2 separate regions of the Rattus norvegicus genome follow, and region 2 is linked to region 1. Evidence: chromatin contacts called from public Hi-C data. All regions are on one chromosome and are shown on one strand. Each heading gives the region's core, a stretch centred on a gene start, on an enhancer-like site or on the middle of the called end of the contact. The rest is flanking DNA. Distances are from core to core; before and after follow the strand shown. Region 1 holds the start of Kdm6a (lysine demethylase 6A). Region 2 holds the start of Fundc1 (FUN14 domain containing 1).

The links. Hi-C and Micro-C count contacts between places; a contact is called where the count stands out from the background.
Region 2: a contact with region 1 is called in a Hi-C map of prefrontal cortex, with 4 times the contacts expected there. The contact joins the promoter of Fundc1 here to the promoter of Kdm6a in region 1. A contact is called at or near these places in 3 of 12 Hi-C or Micro-C datasets (the A7r5 cell line, frontal cortex and prefrontal cortex).

What each region holds. Positions count from the first base shown.
Region 1 is chrX:7,057,573-7,064,160 of GRCr8, reverse strand. Kdm6a (lysine demethylase 6A) reads left to right here and starts at 4,201. Exons shown (of 30, transcript NM_001427597.1): 1 at 4,201-4,719; 2 at 4,931-4,994. The coding sequence starts at 4,562.
Region 2 is chrX:7,664,278-7,670,865 of GRCr8, reverse strand. It overlaps Fundc1 (FUN14 domain containing 1), which reads right to left and starts at 4,079. Exons shown (of 5, transcript NM_001025027.1): 1 at 3,919-4,079; 2 at 3,071-3,227. The coding sequence starts at 3,946.

The sequences.
Region 1 (6,588 bases), core at 2,952-5,451:
GAAATAAATTATTGGTATAAGAAATAAAATATTTCTTCTACTGACAAATTGGGGGTGGTAGAAGTAGTGAAAATCCTGACCTCCCACTAGATCTCCTTTGACACCAATTCAGGAGGGGCAAATGACCCTCATAACTACTGGGTAGGGTATACATTCAGCCTGATAAGGTAAAGCAGAAGTTCCCAATCCATTCTTACAACTGAAGATTTATAGTGGCTCCTTATCTCAGTATAACCTTAGCCTATTTTTCATTCAACCATCGGTTGAATAATCTTTTCTAGAAAATACTGTTTATATATATTTATTCACCTACTATGTGTGTGTGCGTCTGTTTGTGTGAGTGTGTATAGGACAACTTCTAGGAGTTGGTTCTCTCCTTCTGCCTGTGAGTTCCAGGGATCCTTCAGGGAGTAGCAAGCTCCTTTACTCACTGAGCAATGTCAGCATTGGGTAATCTTTATGATTATTATGGGAAGAACTGGTGAAAAATTTTGAGCTTATTTTTGATCTTGACTGAAATGACTAGTTTTTTGGGGACAGGATGTTATGTACCCTAGGCTGACCTTTAATTATTGACCATACCACCATCTCTGGCTACCAAATGCTGGGATTATAAGCAAAGATAGCCTTATTTAGACTAGATTAAACATGACTGTTAATGCGAGTTTCTATTATGTGTATAGATTCTATGGTACTAACATTAACTATATTCTTCTGCTTCAGGCTAAGTATTTAGTTGTTTGAAATAGGTTAAATTTATTCTATCATAACTGGTTGAATAGTGATGGAACTTACACCATGTATAATACTGCTTCAAATTATACATGAAGTAGTCCATAAATTGATTTAATTTTATATAGTTTTAAAATATTGATTTACCTGTGCAAGTTTTATGAGGTTAGCAAATTCAGATTAAATTTTTTCTAGCTTCTGTTGTGTTGTTAGAACTATAAACAAATCTAGACTTGACGTAATTTTTCCTTTTTGAATAAATGAGAGGTATATCAATGCTGAGATTATATACCTAAATGTGAAATAAATTAGGATTGCTTGTGGTCAGGCTTATGGGGAGGGTGAAGAATGAGAGGAAGTGATTTGTAGTATAGTGTAGTGACAAAAAATTTAGACCCCATATGTGAAAGAAAGAAAAGATCTCAAACATCAAAATTGTAAATTTTACTTTTTTATTTGATGCTGTAGATTGAAAGGCCCTGAGTATACTAATCACATCCTGGGTCTTAACAAGGCTTTGAATTCTGTATTATATATCTAGTACTTCATTTATCTTATAGTATCTAACTTTCTTCGTTTTCTCTTTTCTTTTTTTGGTGTTTGTTTTTCAAGGGTTTCTTTGTGTAGACCAGGCTGGCCTCAGACTCAGAGATCCATCTGCCTCTGCCTTGTGATTGTTGGGATTAAAGATGTGAGCTCCCATGCTGACCACAGTACCTTATCTATAAGATAATGTCATTAAGTAGTTACAGTTTGGTAAAGAAATTTTTATCCTTATTTGTGTGTGTTCATGGGCATGTGTGTGTCCTAGGAAACCTGTGAAGGTCAGAAGACAACTTGCAGGAATCAAGTTTTGGACTCTGGCAAATATTTTGAGGGACCAAGTTATTGAAGGTTGGTTGCCCCACTATATTGTGGTAGAGATAGGATTAGATTTGTATGATGTAACACAGACCAGGCTCTTATTGTGATACTACTCATCCTTCTGCATTTTAATGCCCTCCTTTGTAGCCTAGCATGACTTTCAACCTAGCATTCTACCAACTGAGCTAAATCAGCCCAGGTTTGGTTTTTATAGTAATTATTATTATTTGTTTTGACACATGGTTTCTCTATGTAGCCCTGGCTGTCCTTGAACTCATAGATCCACCTGCCTCTGCCTCCCAAGTGCTGGGATTAAAGGCATGTGCCACCACTGCCCTGTCATAGTAATAATTATTATAAAACATAATTTTCCATTTTTGTATGTCATAAGTTTAAAATTGCATTAATTTTCTCAACAGTGAATGAGAAAGGCTCTACACTTATTTTACATACATTTGACACATGATAAACTATGTAAATGCCAAAAAATTACATAGATATGTAAGACATATTTTATTATATGGAAGCTGCCTCATGTTTGATGGAGGATAAATCCTTGGAGTTGGCCTGGTTTGGCCAGGAATGGTGTTACATGTCTATTATCCCAGAACTGAGGAGTTTGAGGCAGGAGAACACAGAGGCTAGCCTGGGCTACAGAGCAAGACCCTGTCTCATAAAATCTGTGCCCCAACAAACTAGAATTTCCTCGAATGAAAAACAACAGCTTTGGTTTAGAGGTCACAGGGCTTGTACAAAGGCTCAGAAATCAGTTGTGCTAGCTAGACTCCAACCCCTCCCCATCACTATATCTCTAAAACTCTAACCTTATCATTGGAGGACAGGAAGGCGCTGAGACATAGGTTGCCTTATATCATCACTCTTGGAAAGGGACTGACAAAAACCAGTAACTTTGGTGATGTGGCCAAATACTGACAGATTTCATTTCTGCTTGTGCAAGTGTCCATGTGGTAGTGGGCCAAAACCCTCCCAGGTTTTGAAGGTCACAATTTGTGACACTTAACAATTCGTATGTTAATTTAGGTATAGAAAATATTCAGTCCCCTGTACTCACTCATTCAAGTAAAATAGAACACCATAGAAGAACATGTTTTGTAAAAGTGTAATTAAACACGAAATACAATCCATATAAAACTAGAGTTTATTCATCTAGTTACTAGTCTCCAGGCAACAATTTAAAGCTCTGTCTGTCTGCAAAATTAGTTGGGATTTTTAGTCCCTCATTTAATACAGCTAGGATTTACTGACTCAGCAGTACATATTCTGAAATCTGTTTAAATATATCTTATTGATTACAGGTGCAAACTTACATATAGAACTTGGTTTATAAAGGGATCTTTTCTTCGTATAGTTCATTTATTAATAATATTTCCTATTCCCAAAGACTGGAGGTGTGATGAGATACATCACATTATATCTGCCTTTCCAAAATAGTCGATAGAAGGTTTGGTCTATCTCCTGATTATACTATGGATCAAACACCAGATTTATTTGCACGTGAGGGAAAGAGCGAGCAAATGTTACTACTGCTAAGGGTTTCCGTAAGTAGTGGAAGCAGAAAAAGGCTTTTCTGGTCAGGAAGCTGCGTTGAAGGTTCTATTTATTAATGGCCAGTTCACATACAGCTCCTACTCTTCATGGAGGACCCACTGAGATGGACAGCACAGTATTAACGAATTACTGCTAGGGCAGAGGGTATATGCAAGCAGCAGGAATACTTGGCCCGAAAGTGCTGCCAACAGACAGACCTTTGGCGGTGGGGTGCCGGGGCCAGCGCGCCAGACCCCCGCAGGCAACTCTTCATTCCATCCTGCCTGGGATGTGTGGGCAGGGTTCAGGGGACCTTTTCCCCTTCCCCTTTCCCTTCTGAGAGGAAGGGGGCTTCCGACTGCCTGTGCGGCCTTGTCTAGGGCGGCGCCCAGGCTGACGGGTGTGGGGCCGGCTGCTGCTCCTCTGGCGCACTCCTCGTGGAGGCTATTATTTCCAGCAGGGGCAAAGAGTGCGCCTTCTACCGAGGGCAGAGGTATGGGACTGAGTGTTCCCTCCCCGCGACTCAGCTGCTGTCCCTCCCTGTGGGGATCGATATTCCCGGAGTGCGCGAGCGCCGGCCGGACCACCGAAAGCCAGTTTTGGCCTACCCCAGAGCTTCCGGGAAGCCAGAGGCAGTCCTCGGCGTCCGGGCTCTCGCCCGCCGCGGGCGGTGCCGGACCTCGCCCCGCCAGAGCGCTCCCCTCCCCCTCCGGATCCCACCACGGATCCCGAAGGGACCCGGCCGGGACCCTTCATTCTCTGCTCGTGTATTTAAGTAGCACAACCTAACCAGCTGCTCCCACTCGGTGACAACCCTACTCAGGACAGACGCGCCCATCAGCCAACCACGGACCAGAACTGGCGAGCATCCCGCTCCCGGGTCTGTGGCGGCCTTGGTGGGCGGGGCTAAAGCAGCTAGCAAGTTGAGTGGAGCCACGACTGACGCGAGTCAACAAAGGTCACGTGGGCCTAGAGGGCTGCTGTGATTGGCCGCGCTGGCCGGGCAGGGGAGGGGGGGTCACGGCGGCGGCGTGGGGTTTGCTGTGTGACACAATTACAACAACTTTGTGCTGGTGCCGGGGAAGTTTGTGTCTCCTACGAATCCCCCCGGAGATCCCGCTCCTCGCGCGCTCCGGCCATTCCCGTCGTCCCTGCCTGTGGCTGTCCCCTTCCCACCCCCGCGATGTGACCCTACAGCCGAGTCGTCGCTGCTCCCGACCCAGTGGCTCCACAGCCTGTGCGGCCGCTGCCTTCACCTCTACCGCGTTAGGATTTTTCGCCGCCGCCTCTCGCGGCAGAGGAGGAGGCAGAGATAAAGTTGGTGTGCCGGTCCCGTGCGGAGATTGAAAGCGTCCTTGCGGGCTCCGGTCCGGGGAGGGGGGTGTCGGCGTTGGAGTTGTGAATTCGCTACGTTTCCATGAAATCCTGCGGAGTGTCGCTCGCTACTGCCGCCGCCGCCGCCGCTTTCGGTGATGAGGAAAAGAAAATGGCGGCGGGAAAAGCGAGCGGCGAGAGCGAGGAGGCGTCCCCTAGCCTGACAGCCGAAGAGAGGGAGGCGCTCGGTGGACTGGACAGGTATGAGGAGCGGGCAACGGCCGGGGCGGCTCCGGACAGGCAGGCGCTGCTCTCCGAGGAGGCCGGAGCGCGGCTCGCCTGTGGCGGCGGTGGGGCGGGCACCTCGGCTTGGAGCTCTCGGCGCTGCTGATGCCGGGGCCTCGGGCTTTGGCACGGACCGGTCGGTGGCTTTTCCGGAGCACTAACGAACCGCGTGTGTCTTTCTCCGCAGCCGCCTTTTCGGGTTCGTGAGGTTTCATGAAGATGGCGCCAGGATGAAGGCCCTGCTGGGCAAGGTGAGGCAGCCGCGGGCCGGAGCGCGGACACGGTCTCTAGGGCCAGAGGCGCGATCGCCCGGGGCCCCGGGACCGGGTCACCACTCATTGTGGCCTCGAACGACGGCCGAGGGGCTTCCGGAAAACTATTTCCTGCTGCTGCGCTCTCCTCTACCTCTTGGTACCTCGCTTGTTCTCTTGAGAGATCACTTCTCTTAGCCAGAGGACAGAGGCAGCAGCGCATTCGGGGCCAAGCTCTTGTGGGGCTTCCAAATTGCCTCCGATTTTACCGCCCTTGGGGGCTAGGCCGATGATCTCCGAGGAGATCATGTGGAGAGTCATGAGTTCGTAAACGGGTGCAGATTTCCTTAAATTCCCCGCTCGTTTTCTCCCCTGGTTTTAAAGCCTCTTTAGGCAGGTTGTCCCTAATGTCTGCTGTTAGCCAAACATTTCGGGATGGCTTCTTGTCTCTGCTCCCTGAAGGGGGAAGTTGCACGCAGCTTAGGTCTGTAAAGAGTTTGCATGGGGCTGTTGACACGTATCTCAATCGGTGTGTGCTTTACCTGAAGTTAGGTGACTTGTTTACTTTTTGGATCTTTCTGCCATTAGATCTATCACAGTTGTGTGAGTGTGTTTTCTGGAGCTTCGTTTCCTGTGAGTCTGTCAGGGGCAGTTGGGGAGGTTCAGGGTGTAGTCTCTTGTTTATTTGTGTGCAAAGTTGTTGGTACTGTCATTTAGTTAAGTAATGGCTGCTTCTGTCGGCCCAAGATGGCGGGACAGGGTGGGAGGAGAAAGTGGGGGGGGGCGGTTTGGGAGAGGGAGGAGAGGTAAACATGGAAATAAATAGTATCAAAGAAGAATAGGCCTCTCCTTTAGAGTATGTAGCTCCGTAGTTAATAAAAATGATCACAGATTGTTTGCATATAGAATTTTTGTCCCCTTTTCTAGCTTTGAAATAGCTTGCATAAGCCTGGTAAACGCTTATCAACCTGTAGCACATTTAGTTACCCATCGTAAGCTATTGAACAAAGGCTGGAGTCTCAGTCTGTCTGCTTCAGTCTATATTTCCTGACCAGAGTGTGATTGGAATGGTCTGAGGAGGCTTTTTTGTTCACTGGGACTCCGAAACTTGGAGTGTTTATCATAGATGTTACATTCACCAGACATTTTCTTCTTTGGAGGATATCTCTAGGTTTGATTTGACACTTAGTTAGCTCTATTGTTGCGATTGGGAAGTTTAAGAAAGACGACTAAAGCTTAACAGCTTTTTAAAAAGTTGATTATTTTAATCCTTACTTTTTGAATGTATTTTGGTTTGGTGGCATTGTTTTTTATCTGTGATCACAATTTTGTTTTTATTTCAAAGTATCAAAATATAAGAACTTGTGATTGCAGACAATGACTAGAAGGCAAAACAGTCATAATCTTTTTTTCAGTAGATCCATTTTCTTTGAATGGTAAGAAAATTTGAATTGAACTTTGACAGTGCAGGTATTAATTTGCTTTCATTAAAATTATCGCTGGAAAAATGTTCAGTGACTAACTCTGCAATAATATAAATATCAGTAGTTGTTGGTCTCCTGTTTCCCTCAACCTATTTGAAGTATTTTATGTC
Region 2 (6,588 bases), core at 2,830-5,329, 610 kb before region 1:
AAGAGCAGCTATTGAAACCAATCATGAGTACTTGAATCCACTATAATCCTACATTTGTGTAAGCTAAAATTTCCCACAGTAAGTCACTTGTTTGCTTTGCTTAATGCAGTCAAGGTGTTCCTAACACCAGGGCAACCCTCACTCTACCCAAATCTGCTATAACCCAGGTAGTTTTAAATGCATCATAATCTTTATTTGAGTTATTTATTTCCCCAGTTCCTGCCTAGGAAAAACTTCCTGCCTCTTGTGCCATTCCACTTTGATGATTACATTGCCCACATTTCTCTTAGCTTCCTTACCTAGTGTTGATTTTCTGTGTTAAGCTTGTTTTCTCTCCTCTAACATTGGAATGTCAGCCTATTCCTCTTGAGCACATTCATGGTCCCTTTACTATTCCACATCCAAGTTGCACAAAAGAATCCCAGATTTCTAATCCTAGCCTCATACCCTGAATTGGTGTTCCCACCAAATTAGTGTCCTGTAATTGAAATGGGACTGTAATTGAAAATCAGGTCACTGTTGATGTAATTAAGTAAGATGAGGTTATACTGGCGCACAGTAGGCCCTTAATTCAACATAAGTCATGTCACAGGAACACAAACATAGCCCAAATAGCTGCTTCTGAGGTCCCAGTTTCTATGTGATAGTACTACGCCCCATTTGCCAGGTCACGTTCATCTCAGACTCCCATCCTCAACTTCAAATACCTTATCTTGAAAATATTATTATGTTTTCTCCTTTCTACTTTTTATTATTACTTTTTATTTAGTGTGGTATGTCTAAACATTCATACATGTCCAACGAGTTGGTTCTCTCCACCATGTAGGACCTGTGGATAGAACTCAGGTCACCAGGCTTGGCATCAAGCCTACTTGCTGAGCTATCCTTCCACCCTTCCTCTGCACTCTTAAGGGCATCATTACCTTCATATTGTAATGTTGGGATTCCATAGCCTTGCTTCTGGGTCACTCTCTAACAGCTGAATCAGTATTCAGGTCCTCCAGGTCTCCTAGCAACCACTTATTCTCACACTAGTTTTCATTTCTTATTATCAAAAACCTATGGCTAAATACAATCTCCTTAGGCTATTCTTCATGTCTTGAATTGGTTTCAAGTGTTAAGTTAGGTTTATGTCTATTAATAGTTCCTCTTTAATGACACAATATCACATTAATGTTATATCCTGAGATTTCAAATATTTTCTACACTGAATCTATACTACAGTCCAAGTCATTACAACAAATCACCTATGTAGCTGGCAATATCACTTAGAGGTAGAGTGCTTGCAAAGTCCTGAATCTGTCCCCACACGAGACAAAAACAATAACAAGCCACCTGAATACAAGTGTCCTATTATACAGATCAGGTCATAAAGATGGCTGAGCAGGTAAAAGCTCTTGCTACTAAGCCTGAAGACCTGAAGTTTGATCCCCAAAATCCACATGGTAGAGAGATTAGACTCCTTCAAGTTGTCCCCTGATCCCCTGATCGCCACATATATACTGGGGACACATCTGTGCCCTGAACACAAATAGATGGATGTAAAAAAACAAACACCCACAAAGTGTTATATAGATCCTGGGTTGAATAGTTGGCTGATACTGATAATCCAAATGAATAATAATAACAATAACAATAATAATAATAATAATTATATTATTGTTGTTGTTATTAAGAATATGTTTCTTATACAGGAGTCAGTAATAAGGGCTCAGAAAAAGAAAAAAGAAGCAAATAGTGAAGTCTCCATTAAATCGCAGGTTGAACGCTACACAAGCTGTGTACTAGTCACTAAGATGGATCTACTAACTTCCGCTCTGCCATTAGACTCTTCAAGAAAACCTGGTAATTATGGGCCTTCTTACCAGGTTTGGTCTACAAGAAGAAAATGTGCAACAATCTGAGAATCCCATTTCTCATTTTTTTTAAAAGAATCTTGTAGCACTGGGCTTTTGGCCATGACTCTCACTAACCAATCACCTCTGGCACCAAATTATAAATGCATTTAAAGGGAGCAGAGCTGTAGTCATCCTACAGTGAACTCTGAGTGACCAAGGCCCTCAGCAAAAACTTCTGTTCTAACTGCATGATTTTTCAATGAAACAGTATCAATACTGTGCCTGTGCTCCATGGAATCTTCAGAATGATTTTTTTTGTTTGCTATAAATTATAAAATGGCATTTACAAGAAGGCATAGGGAACATCATTATTCCAAGGTGCATGAAAAACACACACGAAGAAATGTCATTTACCCATCCCAAAAGGAAGCATGTAAATATTTTAATTAACAGGTGAATTTACCTTAAAATGTAAAGAAAAAACTGCTTACAACTTAAGTACTGTCGCTTCAAAAAGAGTCATCAACATTTTTCAAAATAATGACCTGTTTCTGCCCCTTGTTATCTGGTTAATATTTTATTCCAAAAATAATAGAATTAAAATACATGGTAAAAACAGTGTAAACATGTGTTTACATGAGTTGTTGCTTAGTTAATGGTAATAACCCCTCCTTATTGTACTCCACGTTATTGAATAACAAGTAATCATTTCATTAATTCTAACACAAAAGCAATCTCAGATCTTCTCCAAAGCACTATCATAATCAGAACTAGTGCATCCACAAAAAATAGAATCTGCTGCATCATCGTGAATAATTTTTACAGAGCATTAATGCTTCTGTGTACAGAGCTGAGAATCCTTGAAGCCAGTTTTGCAGTAGGAATTCTTATGCTTTTTTCCAATTGTTGGCACTGAATAGCAAATAACAACTTACTTATAATTAACTTGCTCAAGTTGGAAATTTGATAATGAATTAAAGGAAGGATAAAGGAAGGATAGAGGGTGGAAAATGGAACTATGGTGGGCCTTTGACTGAGGGAATTCATCAAAATCCAACAAGGAGTTTCTGAAGGTTGATGCAACCAATTAGATCAGGGGAAAGACCCAAAGTTGTGCTCTTCTGGAATTAACAGTGGCGAGCCATTGAAGATTTATGGAGGCTAGGCTATTTACAAAAGGACAGTAGCCAAGTTCCCACTGAAATTTAACAAAAAAAAAAAGATGTTCTCACCAGCCAGTCACGCCACCCATTACTATCTGGGTAGCTACTGAGTATTTTTCTACCATAGGTCCGGAACTGTGGCCAAATACACGATTCCACCAGTGGTGTCTTCTTGCATACTCAGTTAAATCCAACACTTCGTAAGACTCGTCATCGCTCTCATAGTCTTTAAAAATACAAAATGGGAAAAAAAATTGGATCAATCTACAGTCAGAAACGGCTCACAATTTGTTTTCATAAAACCTGTGGGACGACTCACTGTTATGTCTGGCCTACAACTAAAAAATGCCCAGATGTAAGCGAACGAGCGTGACTAACTCGATCCCTGAGACTGGGGCCTCAAGTATAAAGGGTCTAGCAACAGCATCCCCATTTCCTTTCCTATGGCACCGGGACACAGAGCCAGAGGCCAGTTGAAATACAAAGCAGTGGGCGGTGACCCGCCCAATCTGAATAAGGTCAGGGCAGGGTGCATTTCCACCCGTGGGAAAAGGGGGAGAGGGGTTGTTCCTCCCAAGAAAAGAAAGGTCAGGAACCCAGCAAGAGGATATCAGAGCAGGACCAAAATGCAACCGACCAAATGGAAATCAATCCGCCAACCCCCTTACAGTTGCAAGATGGAGAAGGGCATGAGGTGGGGGCAGGGCAGGGTCTAGCCTTGGTTAGGTGTGGGTGAGCGAGCTAAGTACTGCAAAGAGGAAAAGGAGACATCTGGTTCGGAGGGGTCTCTCAAAGGGGCTGTGCAGCCACCGAGCCCCAAAAACACTGGAGGAGGGGAAGGGGGAAACACCGTAGGAATAAAAGGTCCAGAGCTGTGGGCAGCGTCCCAGAGACTACTTCGGGCCCTGGCTGCTCACCTTGGGGAGGGGGGTTCCGGGACGCCATGATACCGCCAGCGGCCAGTTGTGGGTGGTCCCCGCCCGCCTCTCCCCAACACTTTAAAGGACGCTCTAGGCCGAGGTGGAAGTCTATGGTCTCTCGTTTTCCTCCGCCTCCTCCTCCACACGCTCACTCACACACACACAAACTCTCACACACAGGCTCGTCACCGCCCACGCTTCCCTGCACAGCCCTTTTAACACTTTGTGCGCAGACGCAAGGCTTGGGATTTGGGGAGGAATAGCTGAGTCCCCGCCCCGTGTTTACTTATGGGAAATGTAGTTCGTGCTCTTTTCCACTGTACTCTGGGCATTCCCCCAACGCGCTCTAGAGTTTCCAAGATTTTTTTTTTTAAGCTAAAGGAATGGAGGGAATGGAGGCACAGGGTAATAGAAGAGAATAACCAGTTTAGTGTTGGCAGACTGTTCTTAACAAGTCTTTATTCAGGATGCTCTTCTGAAGTTGTTTTTTTTTTTTTTTTTTTTTTTTTTTTTTTTTTTTTTTTGATTAGGCGTTCTTTTTTTTTTGGCCCTATATTTAACATTTAGTTCTTGCAAGGATCACTTCTCGGCCTTTTAGCTAAGATCAAGGGTAGTTCTTGCAAGAATCCTGCTGACTTTAACAGAAATTTCAGCCTTGCCCCTCTCTTGATGGCTAATAACCCAGACTTTCTCCAGTTAAGAACGCTATTAAATTACCTTAGCAATAAACTCCCCATGCCCTGATTCTTGGTAGGATTCTACACCTTGACACCCTCAGATTATACACTATAAATCTCCAGCTTTTTGTCTGTATTCCAAATTAAAATAAACCCATTATCTATTTTAACAAGTGTCAGGGAAAATATTTTAAAGATGTTTTGTAAAACAACAAAAAACAAAAACCTGTTTTAAACACTATAGAAACAAAAGAGAACACGCTGTTTCAAGCCACAATTTTCTCAGACTTCCAAAAGTTCTCCATGAGACGAGCTTTTTTTCCTTAGTGCCCTGTTAGTTGAGCAGACTTTAGCTTGTATTTTTGTTTGTTTGTTTATTTTTAGACACCTCACATAATCCAGGATTCTCTGGAACTTGCTATGTAGAACATTCTGGCCTCAAACTTGCACAGATCCACCTCCTTCTCCAGTATTGGGATTAAGGCATGTATCACTCTGTTGCTGTGTTTGATTTTACACATGGCCTCGCTGTGTAGCCCAGGCTGGGCTCTGATCCTGGCTGGATTCCTCTGTCTCTCTCTCCAGTACTGTGATTACAAACATTCACCACCAAGCTGTGATTTTAAGAATTGTTATTATTTAAATGTGACATAGGGATAAAGTCAAGTTTTTTAAACACAAAGTTCCATGGATTCTGTAGAACATAACATGTTGAATACCAAATAGCTAATCCAAGTTCACGTAAATTAGCACCAAACTTACTTCAAATATGTACTCTATCTGAATTAGCTGGATGGTTAAAATGAACAGCCTGCTCAGTATTAATATTATTTAAAAATAATAGCTTTGCACTTGATATTTCAAATCTTGCTAGTTTAAAAACCATTCTTGCTTATTAATTTTTCATTTATATAAGCTTGAAAATGGCTTTCAGTCATTTCAGAATACCTCTAAGCAGGTAATATGCCTGCAAATTGGATTGCTTACCTTCATTATCATGAATCTTATTATACTAATTATAATAACTATTAAATAACAGGTATTTCTTAGTTCTTGCCTTATCAATGCAAATAATTCTTAGTCTGTTTGCTTAAATTCTACTTTCCTTTTCAGTTGTTTAGAAAACCAAATTTTCTTTGCTATGGTCTAATGGGATTCCACTATCTTCAGAGTATATACATAAATAGAATGTGTAAATAGAATGGAAATATCCAGCATCTGGAGCCTCTAGGCACACCAACATCTGCTGCCTGGATGTGTGAGCTTGTGTTAATCTCAGGCTTATGGAAAATCCAGAACAATTACATAGTTACAGCATGCCTATAGCTCAAAATGTGCATCATGAGATTTTCACAGTCTTGTGATGAATGCAGTTTCCATTCTATTCTTACATTCTTTTAAAATGAAATCTGGTTGGAGATTGCCAATCAATCCAAACTCAGAAAATGCAAAAGTAAATATGGATTTTTATTTGAATGTCATAAAGCTTGCAATTCAAAGACAGGTTTAAATAGCTCTGAATCCACGTTCTGAGAGAAGGTGGGAAAAGAGAGAGCATATCTGCACCATTAACCATTGGGAAGAACCAAGGGCTATGTAACCAATAAAAGATTTCTATAAGGTTCATTGAAGTCATTTTCTTAGTGATTGATGGGGAAGGGTCCAACACACTGTGGGTGTTGCCAACCTTGGAATCTTGGTTCTGAGTTCTATAAAAAAGCAGGCTGAGGAAGCCATGATAAGCAGGCCAGAAAGCAGTACCCCTCCATAATGTTTCTATCAGTTCTTGCCTCTAAGTTCCTATCTTGCTTGAGTTTTTGTCCTGAATTCCTTCAATGATGAACAGTGATATGAAAATGTAGGCAAAATAAAGTTTCTTCCCAACTTGCTTTGCTCATGGTGTTTCATCATAGCAACAGTAACCCTAAGATACTACTATACCCAGCAAAGTTTCAATGACAATAGATGGAGAAAATAAGACATTCCATGG